Linked DNA regions of Rattus norvegicus: region 2 is linked to region 1. Evidence: chromatin contacts called from public Hi-C data. All regions are on one chromosome and are shown on one strand. Each heading gives the region's core, a stretch centred on a gene start, on an enhancer-like site or on the middle of the called end of the contact. The rest is flanking DNA. Distances are from core to core; before and after follow the strand shown.

The links. A called contact is a pair of places that touch in the nucleus more often than the background predicts.
Region 2: a contact with region 1 is called in a Hi-C map of psoas muscle, with 2.4 times the contacts expected there. The contact joins two enhancer-like sites. A contact is called at or near these places in 3 of 12 Hi-C or Micro-C datasets (the Rat2 cell line, kidney and psoas muscle).

The regions. Positions count from the first base shown.
Region 1 is chr11:89,220,713-89,226,489 of GRCr8, forward strand. No RefSeq gene overlaps it. Among named protein-coding and RNA genes, the nearest start is that of Mir28, 260 kb to the right of the region's middle. Within about 2 kb of position 2,844, at least 22 of the 93 cell types and tissues checked have an H3K27ac peak or open chromatin away from gene starts, as enhancers often do.
Region 2 is chr11:90,102,393-90,108,169 of GRCr8, forward strand. No RefSeq gene overlaps it. Among named protein-coding and RNA genes, the nearest start is that of Lppos, 180 kb to the left of the region's middle. Within about 2 kb of position 3,144, at least 4 of the 93 cell types and tissues checked have an H3K27ac peak or open chromatin away from gene starts, as enhancers often do.

The DNA.
Region 1 (5,777 bases), core at 1,594-4,093:
GGGCTTCTCTGACCAGAGCTGATATGGGAGGCCTACCCTGGGTTGCTGACTCCTCCACAGCACCTTAATATTCAAGGTTGATGTGCACTGTCAGGTGGCACCCTTCACAGCTCCATAAACTGTGGACATGGGGGTCTCCCCTCATGTATGTACTCCTGGGCATACCACGGTGACTCAAGGAAATGAGAACTTCCCAGATCCCAAGGTTTAAAGGACAATTGAAGTGGTCCAGAAAATTGTAGCCCTGGACAGATTTTAAAACTGACTTTAAAGGGGTGGGTATTGTAAAGCCATTCAAAACCTCTCATTCACACTCCTCTGTGTGTATGTCTACCCTGTCAAATCAGCAAAGCCAAGCCAGAAAGCATGATGGAAAAAAATAGAATGTGGAACTTGAAGCAGAAATAAAATCATTTTCGTGACCCTCCATCCCTCCATGTTTTAATAAACTTGTTTCTGGATTCTGTATTTCTTTGATAGAAGAAGAAAGAAGAAGGAAGGGGGAGGTTAAGAAGAGATTAAGAAGAGGACCTGAGACCCTGAACTCCAGGCTACTTCTCTTTCCATATAGCATGCCACTTTGAAGGGGAGCTCGTTTTGCTGTAAAAAGGGGAGTTTTTGCAGGCCCAGACTTATACACAGTTCTACTGTCTGTATGCTTCTTATAGTTAGCAGGAGCACAGGTCTTCCGTAACAGCAGCAGCCACCGTTGTGGAGTAGTTACTTCACGAAGGCCCTGGAGGTATGAGAAACTAGCCCCTCTGATCTCCATAATCTTCCTTACAGCACACTGCTTCTGTGTGCCTGCTTCTCATCTACAAGATATAAGATTATATATATATATATTTTTTTTTTAAATAAAAAAGCAAGGCATGGTTGGGCAGGTCTTTGGTCTCAGCATTTGGGAGGTAGAGGCAGGAGGATTAGGAATTTGAGGCCACCTTTTACTTCATACCAAATTCGAGGCCAGCCTGGACTCCAAAAAGAGAAATGAAATAAACAAAGTACTTAGCATACCACTTGTAAGAGCCATATAAACCTTCGAATGTGATTTTGATGAATAAATTTTCAATGTGTAGGATTCTCTTTTATCTCTCACTGTTTGGATTATGTAACTTAAGGATGTTGGATGCTGTCAATCATTGTCATCACGTGTGTCTGCTCCCACCTTTCCAGTCTCAGCTGTCTCTGTGTGCTTTCTCTCAAAGGCTTCCAACCATGGAGAACCCAAGCAGACCAGCTCAGGCAAGGTGGCGATTGACTCTCTCTTGACTCTGTCCCTTGGTGTGGGAGCGCTGAATCAAAGAATTCAGACCCAACAAGAACAACTCTATCCATTCACAGATCCAGTCCCGAGTCTGGTAGGCTGTCCCAGCCAGGGGTGGGAGCATGCAAGTTAGCATTGGAAATACCCAAGGTAGGCAGCTGATGTGCTGAGTCATGGAAGCAGAGTCCAATGTTCTTCTATCACAGTCAGACCAGAACTGCAGCTAGGCTAACATGGGGTAGGTAAATCATGAAAAAACAGGCTTAGTGCAAACCAAAAAGGTTACAACACATTTAGGCTTTCAGAATAGATGGATGTGTCCTTTATTCTCCTCTCATTACCAAAGCTAATGAGAGCCATGAAGAAGTTGCTTGAAAATGCAGTAGGTTGGAAAAAAATTCACGGGGATGATGTCATCATATTCAGGGGAGTTGTTTCATGTGTAGATGGGAGATACAAAGGAAAAGATGAGGAAGAGAAAAAGTGGGGGCTTGGACTATGCGTGATATGCTTGATTTCCTTAAGGAAAATGGAGATCTGAGGCAAATAAGGAAAACTGTGAGCATCTGCTCATCCTGATGATAAATACATGACATCTGTTATAGCCTTTCTGTATGATTACTATTTAATAATTTAAAATAAAGACATAAAAGTAGTAAATATTTAAAATCTAATACATTTTATTAGTATCTGTCACTGTAAAAAAAATCTGGGGATTTTATGAATAAAAACACAGGGAGATAATGTGTTGGAAGTGTTACATTGTTGGCTACCTCCTATGATATTTTCAAGCATATGAACAGGTCTGACTTCAGCAGGACCTTGGCAGTAGGCTTGTATGCTGATGCCCACACATGAGTGAAAAGGGAACTTCTGAATTCTTATTAGTCATTTGGCCACCAATCTCTAACTGACCTGTCTGGTCAGCAAGTACAATTTTGTTTTAGGAATTGTGGGATCTAACACATATGTGCGCACAAACACACACACACACACACACACACACACACACACACACACGCACGCACTTGAAAAGACTTGGCAAAAAATCACAGCTAATGCTACAAACTCAACACAATAAAATTTATGGATGAAAGACCAACAAGGCTTAAACAGCACCATCAGCCAAGGAATCTCATGGCATTTATAGAAACTACTTCACAACAGCCATATCTATCCGTTCCACTGGCCAGGAGAAACTGTGCTGAGTCACAAAGGTTACTGTCTCCTTTTGGAGCAGAACTTCCAGACCCTACCTCAAAAAGAAGTTTCATTGTACATAAAAGTTTGGAACCATCTTGCCTCTGACTTCGATCTGCAGGCAAGAAGGATAAATCCTTACATGACAGAAACTTGTCAATATGGCTAGTGGCCAACCCATTTGACAGGAGGCAGAAGGGAAATAAAGGCTAAACAGGAGGAGCAGGACAGAGTAGTCAGGGCCTATGTAGTTCTCAGGGACATTATGTAAAGTTCAGAAATGCCTGGGGCAATCATTCACTCTGTGCTAGGTGGATTCGTAGAGAGAGGAAGCAGCTGAAGAGGACTCTGCTGCCTCTCACCCACAAGAGGCTGTGTGTGAGGCCTTCTCACTTCCCCTTCCTGAGGACTGGCTTCCTCTTGGGCAAGTCTGAGTCACTAGAATCTAGTAAGTAGATCTCCAAGATAATTTCCATTTGTACCTTCCTGTGACTATTTTTGTGTTCCTTCTAATTGCCTAGGCCTTCAAAGAGAAAGTAGCAGACAACAGAGGCCTACATAGACTGAACTATTTTCCCCCCAGTCCTGGATATGCTCAGACATATCCCCTGGGGTTCCACAAGGACATATTTACAAACAGCTTCCAACAAGCAATAAACCGACAGAATAAGCCTTGCAAGAGAAATCCTGTATACCAGACAATTTAATTCTGAACAATAGACCACATGAGGGTGTATAAATAACTAATTATACTACACAACATGAACAGTTTTTTTGGATGATTGCAAAATTGGGGAGGAAGGAAATGCAATGGTATTTATATATTTGGGCTTCAGTCAAAGATTTCATATTCATTCTTAAGCAATTTTACATACAAAATTAGCTCAGACTAGAACATGGTCAAACAACTCAAAACTGGCAGCAATCTGTTAGCCTGGGGGGAGAGTTTGTGTCCGAGCATTCAGGGAAACAGAGCAGAGAGCTGAATGTGTGTTCCTGCCGTTTCTATGAGATGCTCAGTGAGGGGTACCTCAGTTCCTGCAGTGATCTACAGAGAAGACAGCAGCAGAAGCTAGTTAGGGCACTTATCCACAGCACATGCCAGGATGAAGCCCAGCTTCCCTTGAAACACAAACTCACACTCTGGCATATTCAATTCTACCCTCTTCCAGGGTCTCTCCTGTCCTTCATGACTATGCCAAGCCTTGCAGATGTAGAGACTGAAGTGCTCATTTGTCAGCATTGACACTACCTCTAGTGTACATACCAGGTGATTAAATCGATTGTTGGACCAATTAATGACATAGTAAAGATATCATCTTTACCCAGATAGACCCCTTAGCCTAAAGGCTGCCAGTTTACCATAAATTGTGTCTTACGCCTATCTTTACTGTGGCAGACGGCTTCCTAAACACAGAGGACAAAAACATTAATTTTAACACCAGGGACTGCCAAGGGCCTTTATTTCCCAGTGCAGGGCCTTTCAATATCCATTTCCTTACGCTAAGTTGTTCCTTAAGTTCTGTGAATAGGAGATGCTGGGAAGACAGGCATTTTTCAACAGTCTACTATAGTAGCAAACCTTAAACAAATAAATATAAGTATTAATACTGGGCTGGGCTGGGCATTTTGAAGAAAAGGAATATGATTGTGTAAGTTAAAATGAGGCAAGGGTAAGGAGGGAAGGAAGATAGGAGCTTAATTCTGGGGACTTAGGGATGGCCTCTTTGGAAGTGACATAAAAATGAATAGGGCCCAGCTCTGATCCTTAGTGGTCTGTGATAAGCATTTTGCACATATTGGATAAGTGAATGCATTTTTATAAATGAAGTATGGCTTTAAAAGGATCTTGAAGATTCTGAAGAAAGTGATTGGAGAAGAGAGTTGCAGGAGGGTAGAACAATCAAGCCAAAAGCCACCAGAGAGATGGTGCATCCCGAAATGGAGACAGTGAGTGAGGACCCTCAGAGTTCACCCCAAATGACAAGCCAAGGAACCACAGTAGGAACTACCCATGGATCCCGAGAAATAGAGTACTGCAAACAGAGCCAGCCCTCAGAAAAGCATCTCTGGATGCGTTATAAGGGATGCATGGGTCCGGGAAGAAAGAAAGGGAACTAGAAAGGGTTAGCAGACTGCAAACATGGTCCAGGGTCATATACTGAAGCTATGGTGAAACAGATGACATGATTGCCTAAGGACCTCGACTTGTGTGGGTGGGGAAAGGAAAAGGCAAATTCAGCAAGAAGTCTGGAGTTTATGTCTGGAAAGGTATGTGAGGGAGGAAGAGCTCTGGGTGAAGATTACAAGCACAACAAAAGGATGAGACTTCAGAGTAGAAGAGAGGATGGTGAGAGAAGTCTGATTCTTGTGTTGGATAGATTTGGTGGTGACTATCCAAGAGAGAACCAGAGTTCCCAAAACCTTCCAGGCAAGTTTCTTCTACAGTGTTGCAGCACAGAAACTCATCCTGAACCCGAGCCACTGGTTCAGAAGAATTGGAGAACTCGTCATGCTTTCTTGCTTCACCTCCTGGACATGGGTAGCAGAGACATATTTTAAATAGATTGCTATGACAACTATAAACATTGCTATTGGCTCCTGGAGCATCACCTCTGCACTCTGAATACCTTCCCAATTGTCCTTCCACTGTGGTCATCCTACGGCTGCATGAAACTTGAGCAAATACATCCCATTCCATGCTTCAAAGAGCTAAGACTGCTTTCTCCCTGCTCTATTGACTCTTTTGCCACCAAATTTAAGAAATAGTGAAACTTGAAGGGAAAGGTTGCACGTGCAGAGCTGGGGGATTGGGGAGGAGATGCAGTGAACATAACAACCCCATCTTTGATGGATAGAAAGATGCTGCTTCTAAGTGTTTCTGAACATAATTAATGAGGGACCCCAGCCAAGCCTGCTATGGAAGATCACTCAAGATAGTTAGTTGGCTGTGGCAATCAACAGAGGGGACATTGTTTCTCAGCAGCCATCGGGTAAGTGAGAACAGATGACACCAGGGTGATATAGACATACTGGGCTCTCAAAGGCTTTTTCCTAGAAAGAGAAAAACAAAGGCAGGATATAGGCTTAGCCAGCTGCTTCCTCAGGAGCCCTGCTGCAGCAGAATTGGCCCCTCACTAGGCCAAGAATGAAGCATTTAAATTACTACCAGGGAGAGCACAGGGTCAGAAGTTCCTAGAAGTACTTCCTATTTGAATCAAAGAAGCACATGGTAGAGCAGAGTCTGAGGTCAAATGCAAAGTGATTTTAACTCTGATCTACATGTACTCATCCCCTTGGAGCACGTAGC
Region 2 (5,777 bases), core at 1,894-4,393, 880 kb after region 1:
CACTCTTATCATGGTCCCTCGTACAGCAAGCCTTCACTGAACACTGCAGATGGAGGAGAGCCCCTGCTCGCTCTCCAGACTGCTCGAGGAGTCCCACCTTAAAACAAGGTTTGAGCTCCCATGGTGCCTGCACCTTAGCACACAGTGTCATCGGGAACTTTCCCAACCGAGAAGGAAAGGTGGGGCTTCCTTTTCATGAGCAAGGGGATTCGTCTTCTTCCATACAGTTTTTACTCCAGGATTCTTCCGAGGCAGAGTGCAGGCGTTCCCGGAAAGGCTAGAAGACACAAACACGGAGTGAGGGCTTGGGAGATTTCCATCAGTGCTCAAGGGAAGCCCGGGGCCCAGGAGACTGTGTCACCAGGAGGAAGCCTGACAGGAAGGAAGCACAAGAGCTCTGCTGCCCAGATCTGAGTGGGTCTCCTTAGCAGAAGGGTTAATCCTGAAGTTCACAGACATCCATTAGCCTTTTGGTTTCCTTTTGGGATGTTTCCATTTCTTTTCTTGGTGCCGGGGATTGATCTCAGGACCCCACACACGCTAAGCACATGTTCTACCTACCACTTAGTTATAACACAATTCCTATTTCTACTCTCAAACTGATGGTTCTTCTGTCGCAGATTTTTATGAGGAATTAGTATTCAGGAAGATGCAGGGCTAGACTGAGTAGATACGTTCTGAAGCCTCCTCCTGAGGAGATTATACTTGTGAGCTCAGACCAGATGACCAAACCCAAAGAACATAGAAATGTCTGGCTGCACCCGTGGGCCTGGAAATGTAGACAAACCACTCTTGAGAAGCCAGTGGCTACTTCATAGTGTTCTTTACATGTTTTCATTTTGTGTTCCATGTAATCCTGTGAGGGGCTGCTTTCAAGATCCCAATATGACAGTCACTGGGTACTGCGAAGCGATGTCGTGAACCAGTTCCCATGAACTGGTAACTAACTGACCCTAACCCAAGACTGGTCAAGAGTCAGAATACACAGATACACAAAAGCACAGTAGGAGGAGCAAAGGAGGGGAACTTGGATGAGAAGTTAAGCAGGTGTGTGTGTGTGTGTGTGTGTGTGTGTGTGTGTGTGTGTGTGTGTGTGTTTGGATGTGGGAAATGTCAGTAGTACATGGTGACGGGCCACCCACTAGCTGGCATCAAGTATCCAGACTGCTCTAATTAATGTTAAAGGAACGTCACAACACTTCACCAGACAATGCTTGGTGAGATTCTATATCCTTGTCAATCCTCAGACTCTCTAAAGGGATACCTTCCTTCTTGTTTTACAGATGAGGAGATTGCAGCCACAGGAGATAAAACATCTAGTTGTAAAAAGCAGCAGATATTCAAATCTGTGGCCTGTGCCCATTCTACCACTGGGCTGGGGAGTGGCTGCTGGTCCAGGCTGGCTTCCTAGACAGTTCAGACAAGGAGAATTAATGGTTAGGAATGAGGGCAAGATGAGATAAAGCTTGGAGTGGATGTCATGGAGGGACGAACTGAATGCTACATCTGTCTACTTCTTAAATTCTTCCTGACCCAAGACAAAGTAAAGGCCATCAGTTCTGGAATAGATCTGGGCACAAAATTAAGGTCTCTCTGTAGATGCCAGCCAATCACTGTATTGATAATTACATTCTTATGGAAGCAGTCACCTTTCTGAGGAAGGCATCTATGTGGAATGGCTCTAGATACCTGCTTTACATTTGCAGTGCGTCAAAACTGTAATATATCGAGGAAGCCAATTGGAAAATTCAGGTATAGCTTGGCAATGCATGTCTTATGGCCTGGCGTTATTCCGTGACATTGTTGAGGCTGGTCACAGCTGTCTATAGCATAAGGCATGAAGGTTGGAGGCAGGGGAGGTAGAGTAGCAGTTAAACAGATGCAGAGCTGGGCATGTGGAAAGTGGTGCCTGCTAGGGACTGAGGTCTATGATGACAGCAGGAAGGACAGCTCCAACGCCATTACATTACAGTCAGCGGAAGACTACCTCTTAGCTGGAGGTCGATAAGAAGGCTCAGTTCTGGGAAGAACCTGAATGCCCTCCCAGGAGGTTTTGTCTCTTCTGTTTATAATCTTTGCTTTTCCGTGTTTTGCATGTAGAGTTTCAGCAGTTCAAGATTAATTTCCTCTTGTGTAAAAAGAAAACCCAGTGGAGACTTGGGTGGTAGTATCAAGTTGGGATGGCAGACGCTCTTCCTCACCCACCATCCTAGGCTATGGAAGACAAACCTTGTTGTCATTCTCCATAACCCTCTGATCATGTGATACTCATGACCAAAATTTGTGCAGGTTATGTCGTGTGGGGATTTAATTCCCCGCACTCCCTCAGACTGTGGATGCTGGGTAGTGTCCTCATTTTAAATAAGTGTCAGGGGAAAGGTGTGAATCTCTGATGCTCTTCAAAGCCTGAACCTATATTGTTAAAGCTCATGAAATTGATTATGTTTTAAAATTTGAGACTGAGGGTAGCAGAGATGGCTCAAAGGTTAAGAGCACTTGTGATTCCAAAAGCTCCAATTTCAATTCCCAGCACCCACGTGGTAACTCACAACTGTCTGAAACTCCAGTTCCAGTGGCTCTATGGCCCTCTTCTGGCCTCTTTGGGCATCATGAATGCACATGAATGCATAGAGACACATATGTGGGTGAAACACATGTAACCTGAAAGTAATAAATATAAAAAAAATTCAAATAAAAATTGAGGCTGAATGTTGGTGATCCTTCAGCTACTGAAAATGTCCCAGAAATAAACATGACCCTCTGGCTACCGAGAATGAACCGGAAGTAAACAGAAGTTGCTATTCCTGAGGACAGAAGAATTAACCAGCTATAGCTGAGTTGTGGAACACTGCCTCCTGTGGCACAGATTGGAAAGGAACTCTCCAAAACAGAGGCCAAGGTTGTCAACACAGCAGGAGTGATTTGAGTATTCCCTTTAGAGAGTGACCACTCAGAGGGAGAGCCTTAGAGGGACCACCTAGTTGGCAAGCATCCTGAGGCATGAGGCAGCATGCTTCTGTTGAACTCCGAGTTTCATTCTAAGATGGCTCTCCCTAGTGACTGTATTTACCACTCACAGCTTACCATCTTGGCCCACAGCTGAAATGTTGGCAGAGCAAATGGTGCTGCGGTGGAGAAGCCAATGCTTGCTCATGCTTCCACCACTGGCTGAGCAGGTGGCTTCAGGAGTATCCCTTACTCTCCCCAGGGGCCCTGTCTAGTGAGCAGGTTTATTCTTCCAGTTTTTCCTTTAGCCAGCGAGGAGAATGCTAACAACTTGGAAATCTTGTTGAGCCTTGAAAGAATTCGAAAGCCTCGTTAGAGCTGGGAAAAAAATGTTTAATCTCATAGGTAGCAATGTGCTGTCTAGTCAGAAATTCCTAAAAGACTCAAGGTTGGGAGTACTAAGAAGGAGCCCCAGAAAGCATAGGAAACACAGCATGAACTTGGCATGGAGCCTTGTAGGCACCCTCCACATACTTTGGCTTCACCTGCCACTGGGGGTGATTAATACAAGGCCTACCACTCCTCTGGGCTTCCTGCCCTGCTGCTCCGGGTAGGACCTCTCCCAGCTTCATCCTTACTGGCCGCCTCCTCATTTTCTGTCTGGAACAACTGTGCATAATCCTTCTCTCCTTCCTGCCCCTGCCCAGAACTCCCACCTGCCCTTTCTGATTCAGTGCCAGCAGCTGGTCACTGAGCGAAGCCAAATGTGCTGAACAGATGTGTGCGACATTGGCTGGCACACTCAAGGAGGCTGTCAGCCTAGCCTAGGCCCAGGGAGGGCTTCCTATCAACTGGCTGATAGGGGCCATGTCAGAGGAAGGGCTGATGCTACAAGTAACTTGTGTCCCCTGGTCCTTCTTCCTGGCTTGCCATTCTTTCTTCCTCTTCCTCTTCCTCTTCCTCTTCCTCTTCCTCTTCCTCCTCCTCCTCTTCCTCCTCCTCCTCCTCCTCCTCCTCCTCCTCCTCTTCTTCTTCTTCTTCTTCTTCTTCTTCTTCTTCTTCTTCTTCTTCTTCTTCTTCTTCTTCTTCTTCTTCTTCTTCTTCCTCCTCTTCCTTCTCCTCCTTCTCCTTCTTCTCCTCCTTCTCCTCTCTCTCTCTCTATATATATATGTGTGTGTGTGTGTTATGATATATATAATATATAATAAATGATTTATTTATTTAATGTATATGAGTGCACTGTTGCTCTCTTCAGACACACCAGAAGAGGGCATCAGATCCCATTACAGATGGTTGTGTGCCACCATGTGGCTGTTGGGAATCGAACCCAGGACCTCTGGAAGAGCAGCCAGCGCTCTCAACCAGTGAGCCATCTCTCCAGCCCACCCCCACTCTCTTTTTTACTTCTTATTTTCATTCTATTTCTTTCTGACTCTTCCTCCTTAACCAAGCTCCTGAGCATGTTCTGGACGCCATTTTTAAAATGCAAAATGTAACACTTCGAAAGCATATTTCGAACTTGGTCCTTCCAGATGTATAAAAGACATTAACAATAAGCCAGAATAGATAGAGCTGGTCTTCAGCATGGCTCCCAGCCAACCTAGGATCTTAATGATATCCTTTCTTTCGTATCTTAGTCCCGGGCAAGCAAGAGTCATGGTGGTTCCCAAAAGCAGGCACCTTTGCAAGTGATCATGCTTGATTTTGTAAATGATTGGCTAGTTCTTCTCACTGCCACTCACCTAAGTGAGAATGGCTTAAGAACAGCAGTAGTTAAACCCGAGAGAGTCCTGAGACCATCAGAGCCCTGTGGAGACAGAAACATGGTTGAAAATAAAATTAGCAAGCTGGGCAAAATGACTTGAAGACTGTTCAAATTTTAGAAGATGTATACATTTACCTTATATATGTGCATTTAGTTTAAAACCTTAAGTGACACAGCATTCTTTTATTCATCGCCTAAGAAGCAGTCTCCATGAAAACAAAAAAACAGCAGCAGCAACATGTTTAGTGATTTATTTCACAGGTGCGCTCTCTCTCTCTCTCTCTCTCTCTCTCTCTCTCTCTCTCTCTGATATATATATATCATATATATATCATATATATATCATATATATATCATATATATATATCATATATATATCATATATATATATCATATATATATCATATATATATATCATATATATATCATATATATATATCATATATATATATATGATCTTAAATGTTAACACTCACCAGTGCCTCCCTGCATTGTCCATGACTCCACAGACACACCTACATGCCTACATATCACATGCCTTTTACATGTGTCCACTGAGCAGAAAATACAAGATTCCTAAGTAAGACCTTGTCTGGATTTTGTATATTGTTAAAGAGGTTGTGGACATTTACAAAACATTAAAGGATAAGGGTGGATTTCTTATTTTGCTCTGACTACTAGGAAGCGCCAAGTTGATTCTGAGGCTCAATCCAATAAAGACTCCGATGGTCGTCTTTGGCGTTCCCATTTGCTTTCCTATTTTCTACTTCCAGTTTTCAGTACCCTTTGTGTATAATTTGTTTTGTGAGGCCAACCGCCCAGTGTTCTTTTTCAGAAGAGTCAAGCAGTGTAATAAGGAGAGTAAACTCCATAAAAAAAGGACCTCAAGGGATTGCTGAAGAATCCGGATGCCTCCCTCTGTCTTCAGTCAGTTGCCTGAGTGTTTAGGTCAGGTCTTCATTGCCACACTCTTCCTGAAGGCAGGCTCTCAGCTGCCTCACTGGGGTTGAGGGTTTAGTGAGATTCTGCTTAATAAATACGGCTTTAGGATTCATTTTAGAGGTGG